2 separate regions of the Mus musculus genome follow, and region 1 is linked to region 2. A link is a contact called in public HiChIP or PLAC-seq data. All regions are on one chromosome and are shown on one strand. Each heading gives the region's core, a stretch centred on a gene start, on an enhancer-like site or on the middle of the called end of the contact. The rest is flanking DNA. Distances are from core to core; before and after follow the strand shown. Region 1 has its middle 19 kb from the start of Smyd2. Region 2 holds the start of Cenpf (centromere protein F).

Region 1 (3,465 bases), core at 163-2,662, 250 kb before region 2:
GCCAGCATGAGGTGGCTTTCTTTTTCTTTTTCTAGTAACACATATCCCCCTATGTGGCATGGTATTTGCCAGAAGTAACAGCTGATTAAGGAAAATGTAACTGACATACAGCAGTGACCGGTCACCTGCCCCTGTTGCTGCCCAATAGCAAACTAAGTTGAGTGTAGCCTCCATGGGCGTGGCATGACTTTGCCACTATATGCTATGCTTGTTGTGATTTTTATTAAGTACAGTGATTAAATTAAGGGACTCTTTCTTCAGTGGTACACAGTGTATAGTTACTGATTATTTTTATGTTAGAGTCTGACATTGTTTCCTAGTATAGTTAATTTTTTAATTAACTGAGTATTGGTGACATATGTTTTTAAGGTATTTGTTTGACTCTGTGAAGTCAGTCTTTGCCCTGGCTGGCAACAGTAACATGACTGATAGATAAAACAAGTTGTGATGTGTATAGAATCAAATGATAGGGTTTAATGTTTAAAGCAGTTAGTTGCTTAATAGGGATATTTAGACCATATGTGTTTGGCAGGCTAGCAAATGCATTGTAACCGGTGAAATATCATTTGTCCTGAGATGTCACATGGTATATACATAACCAGTACGGAAAGGAACACTCCTGTGTTTTATTCTACAAACATCATGAGCACTTCTCACTGAGATATTTTGTTTGCCTCATAGCTTAGTTCTATGTTGTACTTTTTTTTTTAACTCCTGTATTATACGTGTATCAAAAGGATCATCAAAAAGTCTCAGTATCAAAAGGATCATCAAAAAGTCTCAATTACTTTATATTGTAACTTAATCTAACATTAGAAGCATTTGGGCGAACTTGGAACTGTCACAACTCTAAGATGCCTGACAGTGTTCTGTAGAAATATTTCCATTAATAAGTAAGGAAACTAAGGGGGATTCTCAGAGGCAGCCGTGGGACAAGAGTCAAGTACCCCATGTGTTTTGGTTTAGGGTTTCTAAATCACACCAGCTTCATTAATCCTTAAAGTTTAGATTAATTTAAAAACTGGGATATGCTGAACACTGCCTAAGCAACCTGATCCACTGGCAGGCAGGAAGCCTAAGATTTGAGCTGAGGACGAAGACCCTGCAAAGAGGTCATCAGCTATGGTGGACGGATGTTCATACCACACAGAAGAGAGCCCTCTTCAGGGATAGTCAACTGTCCAAATAGGAGTGGTGACTAACATGAGGTGTAGGTCCGTCTGCCTCTATCTGCCTACACCGAAGTCTTCAGTTCACACGCTTTAGGGAAGCTTTGAGCTCAAACACAAGTGTTCACTTTCAGCAGCAACACAGCCATAGTTTTCTTGTTTCCGTGTAACACCCTGACAGTGATCATCTGAAAGGTATACAGGTCCGCTATTGTGTTGTGGCGAATCTACCACACAGAATTGTAGGTCAGTTGCTGTGGTGTGGTGAATCTACCTCACAGAATTGTAGGTCAGCTGCTGTGATGTGGCGAATCTACCACACAGATTTGTAGGTCAGTTGCTTGGTGTAGTGAATCTACCACACAGAATTGTAGGTCAGCTGCTCTGGTGTGGTGAATCTACCACAAAGAAGTGCTGAGGTGCTTTGAATGTCAAGTGGACTTGAAAGCAGTTTATCAACTGAAAGTGTCACCAACTCATGTGTTTCTGCTGATTCGTTTCAAATTTAAATTCTACATTTTAGTCATGTGTGTATGACTTAAAATTTCAGAACATTCAAAGGCTTATTGAGAAACAGGAGAAAGAGTCCCCCGATCCTAAAACTTCTCTCTAGAGACAAGCTATCCGCATTTTTTTAGTTACTGTCATCTTTCAATCACGTTTACCAATGAACGCCATCTCTCTTCCGAAGCTGAGAATTTAGCATCTATTTATCACCTATGTGCTAAATATGTATGTAGAGTTTCACAAATGACATGTGTACAAATCATGTATTTCTTGCAATTATCACCATTATATATGTATGTATATATTTATGAACGTTGTGTATAAGTGTATATATGTATATGGATGTATACATGTGCATGTGTGTATATGTATGTTTATGTGTATATGTATTTAAATGTCTATCTATCTATATATGTATATTAGGGTTCTCTAGAGGAACAGAACTGATAGAATATATATGTATGTGTGTACATACATATATCATATATATACACACACATATATAAACACATGTATGTATGTATGTATGTGTATACATATAAAGAGGATTTATTAGATTAGCTTACAATATGTGTATATGTACATATATATGTGTGCATATCTGTGTGTATATGTATATTAGTCAGGATTCTCTAGAGGAGCAGAACCGTATAATAATACACACACACATGACACATAAGAGGGGCGTTGATTTATTAGAGTGGCTTACAGGCTGTGGTCCAGCTAATCCAACAATGGCTGTCTACTGATGGAAAGTCCACGAATCCAGTGGTTGATCAGTTAAAGAAGTTGAATATCTCAAGCCGGTCTTCAGTACACATCAGAATACCAAAGAAGTAGACTGTAATGGCAGTGAAAAAGTAAACCTGCCACCAAACTGCCACCAGAATATGCGGTCCAGATCAAAAGTGACACTTCCCATTTCAGAAGATCCATAAGAGGGTGGGTCTTCCAACCTCAAATGATTCAATCAAGAAAAATTCCTCACAGGTGTCCCCAGCTGCTTGGGTTTTAGCTAATTCCAGATGCAGTTAGATTGACAACTAAGAAGAGCCATCACAGTGTGTGTGTGTGTGTGTGTGTGTGTGTGTTCTTCCTTCTCTCTCTCTTTTTTTTTTTTTAAAGATTTATTTATTTATTACATGTAAGTACACTGTAGCTGTCTTCAGACACACCAGAAGAGGGCGTCAGATCTTGTTACAGATGGTTGTGAGCCACCATGTGGTTGCTGGGATTTGAACTCTGGACCTTCGGAAGAGCAGTCAGGTGCTCTTACCCACTGAGCCATCTCACCAGCCCTCTCTCTCTTTTTTTTTCGAGACAGGGTTTCTCTGTATAGCCCTGGCTGTCCTGGAACTCACTTTGTAGACCAGGCTGGCCTTGAACTCAGAAATCCGCCTGCCTCTGCCTCCCGAGTGCTGGGATTAAAGGTGTGCGCCACCACACCTGGCTGTGTTCTTCCTTTTCACTTCACAACACAGTTATGCCTTTTTTTTTTTTTTAGTTCACAATGCTTGTAGCATCATGACTATTTTATTCCAATGCATTTTTTGGATATTCTAAAATTCTCCCGACCCCTGACATTTTACCTCTGAAAACTCATTTTGTGTGTAGTTGCTGTTAACCAGACAGATGCTGTTATGCAGCTTGCTTTGCGTGTGTGCAAACTTGCTCAAAGCTGTTGATAATTTCATCACTCAGCTGCACTCATGTAGTTGCCTTACATATGCTGGTCTTAACTGCCACGTGGGAGATAGTTAAGAATCAGTATTGTAAAAAACAGGCAGAC
Region 2 (3,389 bases), core at 117-2,616:
AGAAATTGCTAAAAGTAAGTAGTCTTTGGCTACAGAATAGCAAAGAGAACTGCCAAAGATAAAGCAGCTTTGGTCTCCATCTGACTCTGTAACTCTTAGCTGCCTTCCTGGGGAAACTGGGTGCTGGGATAAGCCCTGGGCACTAAGTGACCCTAAAAAGAAATGGGATGTGAGCAGAGAGACAATGAGAGGGATCACTGGAGAGGAAAGAGGAACTGAGAGCATTTTTATGTTTTAATTTTATGTGCATGCATGTTTTGCCAGCACGTATGTCGTTACATACCTGTTGCCTGTGGGCCCAGAAAAGGGAATCAGATTCCCTGAGCTGGATTTATAGATAGTTGTGACCTACTATGTGGATGTTAGGAACTGTACCCAGGTCTTCTGCAAGAGCAGCAACTGCTGAGCCACCTCTACAATTCCAAGGATATTTACTTCTTTTTTTAAAATTATTTTATTTTAAATTTATTTTCCACACTCCATATTCCATACCCCCGCCCCTATCCACCCTCCGTTTGCATCACATCCCATACCTCCTATGGATATTTACTTTTAAAGAAAAATATTTAGGCATTTAGGTGCTATTAGGAAAGTGGAAGCAGTATACTCAGTTTAGAAGAGCCTTGTGAATATTTGAATCTGATGAAGTGTTCCCCTCGGATCTCATATTCAGTAAATCCTGTCGGCGTGAGCCACCACAACCCATGCGAATCGCATATCCAGATTTTGAAAATATGGAGATGACAGAGAGGTCAGCAGTTGAGTTTTGCATGCATGTCTAGATTCAAGTTCAGATTATTTGTTATACTGTGCCTCTGTTATCCGCCCCCCCACCCCCCGCCTCCCCTCCCCTCTTCTTTTCTTTTCGAGACAAGGACTCTTGTCTATAGCCAGGCTGTCCTCCAAACGCCCTCCGCAGGGCTGCTATGGCAGGTGCGCGCCAACTTTTAAAGTAATAATCAACTTCGCAGCTAACTTTTATAATAATAATCCCCTCAGAGCTAACACCTTACGCTTGTCCTACGGTTAGAGCGAGCGGCCTCCCCGCAGCACAGACCTCACCTTACCCTGCTCCTCAAGCCCGCCCAGCCGCTCAGGGTTTAACCCTCATTCAGACCCGCAGTCCGCTCCTCCCAGCGTGCGGAGCCCGTCTCTAGGCAACGCCAGTGCATCCGACGTCTGCGCAGGCTCCGCCGCCGGCTCTGCTTGTTTTTAAACAGTCGTCCAAAAGGGCCAATCAGAGGCGGCTCACCGAGAAGCCGGGTGAGGACTGGTCGAAAGCCTCTCGCCATGGCCAATGGGCGTGGAGGCTAGCTGGGCGGGACCGGAAGTGAGCGGGAGGGAAGAGGGGCGGCGGCGGCGGGCAGTTTGAATCGCTCGTGCTGGTCGGGGAGGAACGGTGCGCTGTGTGAGGAGCTCGGCGGTGAGGAACTCGGGGCTCGCAGAGCCCGGAGCCAGGTTCTGTGAGGAGCTCAGGTGAGCAGCGTCCCCCCTCGGGGCCCCCGTCCTCCGCCCGCGGCCCCCCATCGGAGGCCCGCATGGTTTCTAGAAGCTTCTTTCTCACTTGGCGGCTTAGGGTCGCCAGGGTGCCAGGCTGTGCTGTGTGCTCAGCAGCCAGAACTAGCTAGCACTGGCAGAGAGGCAGGGGATCCTGACGGAGGACAACAGCAGAAACCTGCCAGACCCTCTTTAGGGCCTGAGGCGGGCGGTGGGCCCATGAACGGAGCCCTCCGCATTTTAAAGACATACTTTCGGTGGAAGTTCTTTTACACCGTCACCACAGAGATTTTGCTTCATCTTTCAAAGTCTTCTTCTCAGACCCTGCCTCTTTAATCTTAATTTTTTACATTTACGGATTTTACAACTTTTGCTCTAGTGACCCGATTTAGGTGGCTGACAGGTTGTTCCGTACCCAGTCAACACCTAATGGCAATTAGGCGATCGGTGTGATGTATTTATATATAAGTGTAGGAGAGGTAGAAAATGTATATAAGTGTGTAATGAACATAGTAAAAAAAAATGCCTTTTAAACACCCAAGACTAATAACCAAAACTCTGACATCACTCACTCCAAATAACAATCCTAAAACCCCATGATCCCCAGTGAACAGTATATAATTGGAGACTAAGACAATGCTCTGCGCTGCACATATGAGAAGACACCACCATAATCTGCCCTCAGGAGCCTCAAATCAAAAACTTCTGTTGGCTTGTAAGGCCTTAATGGGAAAGGTTGTGTGTAGTCTTGCTTCAATTTGATGTCCCAGGATCAGGTGGTATCCAAGGGGGTCTCCTCCCCTCTCTGAGAAGGGAAGGTGTTTGTGAGGATGGGACTGGGATCACAGGCAGAAGGGGAGGCTACCATTAGGATGTAGAATGAATAAATAATAATAATAAAAAGGAAAAAAAAAACTGAACCTGACAAGCTAAAATATGTCACCCAGGTGAGCAGCCCTGGGAAGATAGGGTTAAGACTGTAATTAGAAATTTAAAGTGTAAATACTGTATACTAATCCTCAGCATAATAAAATATAACTTTAGTTATCTTAACTACATTTGTAAATATCTTCTTGCTCTCAACAAAGTGTGTGACTACAAACATGAATATAGCTGTTTGTAGGTTTTGAATTAGAAAATAAACCTGCTGGATTCCCTTGCTTATATTGCCTCTCTAGATGTTTTGTTGCTTTTATTTTGTTTTGTTTTTTGACTTGTTGGCTGTGTAGCCCTGTCTGGCCTGGAACTCACTCTGTAGACCAGGCTGGCTTCAAACTCAGAGATCCACTGGCCTCTGTCTCCCAAGTGCTGGGGTGAAAGGTGGATATGGCTGTGGCACGTTGATGTATTGATTTCGGTGGCTGGCTGAATTGTTAAGACAATTTTTGCGTGTGGTTTTTGGTCTAATGTACTCTCCTCACTCTTGAATGAACAAGCTACAGGGTCAATTGCTCTTTGTTTTAGTTAAGAGGCCTTTGATTTCTTTCAGAAAATTTTGTGGGAAATTGAGTGTGGAGTTACACATGTCTTCTGTGAAATGAGATCTGGGAAAAAAAATAATGAAGCTGACACCAAAAACTGTCTTCAAGGCCCGGTATCTAATATGTCAAGATCCTTGTTTCTCTTTAACTTTTGAAAGTATTTTTTCAAAATATTTACAGTTAGATACTATCTCAGTATACAAACACGGATGTGGCTCGGAAAGCGGTGATCCACATTTCCTCAGCGTCATGAACTGAAGTATATTTTTGGGGCATTAACATCATAGATAACACATACAGAATGGGAGATGCCATTGTAATGCTCCAGGAAGTTGCCAACATCATTCTCACAATTGACAAAACAAGACAGAAAGAACAGTTGGGTCTGAGTGACAGTGGCAGGGCTCGAGT

What was found. HiChIP or PLAC-seq counts read pairs in DNA pulled down with a chosen protein or histone mark.
Region 1: a contact with region 2 is called in an H3K4me3 HiChIP or PLAC-seq map of the SCID.adh cell line, with 9 read pairs. The contact joins the enhancer-like site here to the promoter of Cenpf in region 2. A contact is called at or near these places in 12 of 484 Hi-C or Micro-C datasets (the C2C12 cell line, CD8 T cells, bone marrow-derived macrophages and 7 more), 11 of 115 datasets of contacts at active chromatin or transcription factors (the 230-238 cell line, the SCID.adh cell line, embryonic basal ganglia and 6 more) and 2 of 9 other capture datasets (adipose tissue and liver).

What each region holds. Positions count from the first base shown.
Region 1 is chr1:189,940,003-189,943,467 of GRCm38.p6, reverse strand. No RefSeq gene overlaps it. Among named protein-coding and RNA genes, the nearest start is that of Smyd2, 19 kb to the right of the region's middle. Within about 2 kb of position 1,412, at least 11 of the 459 cell types and tissues checked have an H3K27ac peak or open chromatin away from gene starts, as enhancers often do. A contact at or near this core is called in the SCID.adh cell line, where this site is marked.
Region 2 is chr1:189,686,063-189,689,451 of GRCm38.p6, reverse strand. It overlaps Cenpf (centromere protein F), which reads left to right and starts at 1,366. Exons shown (of 18, transcript NM_001081363.2): 1 at 1,366-1,476.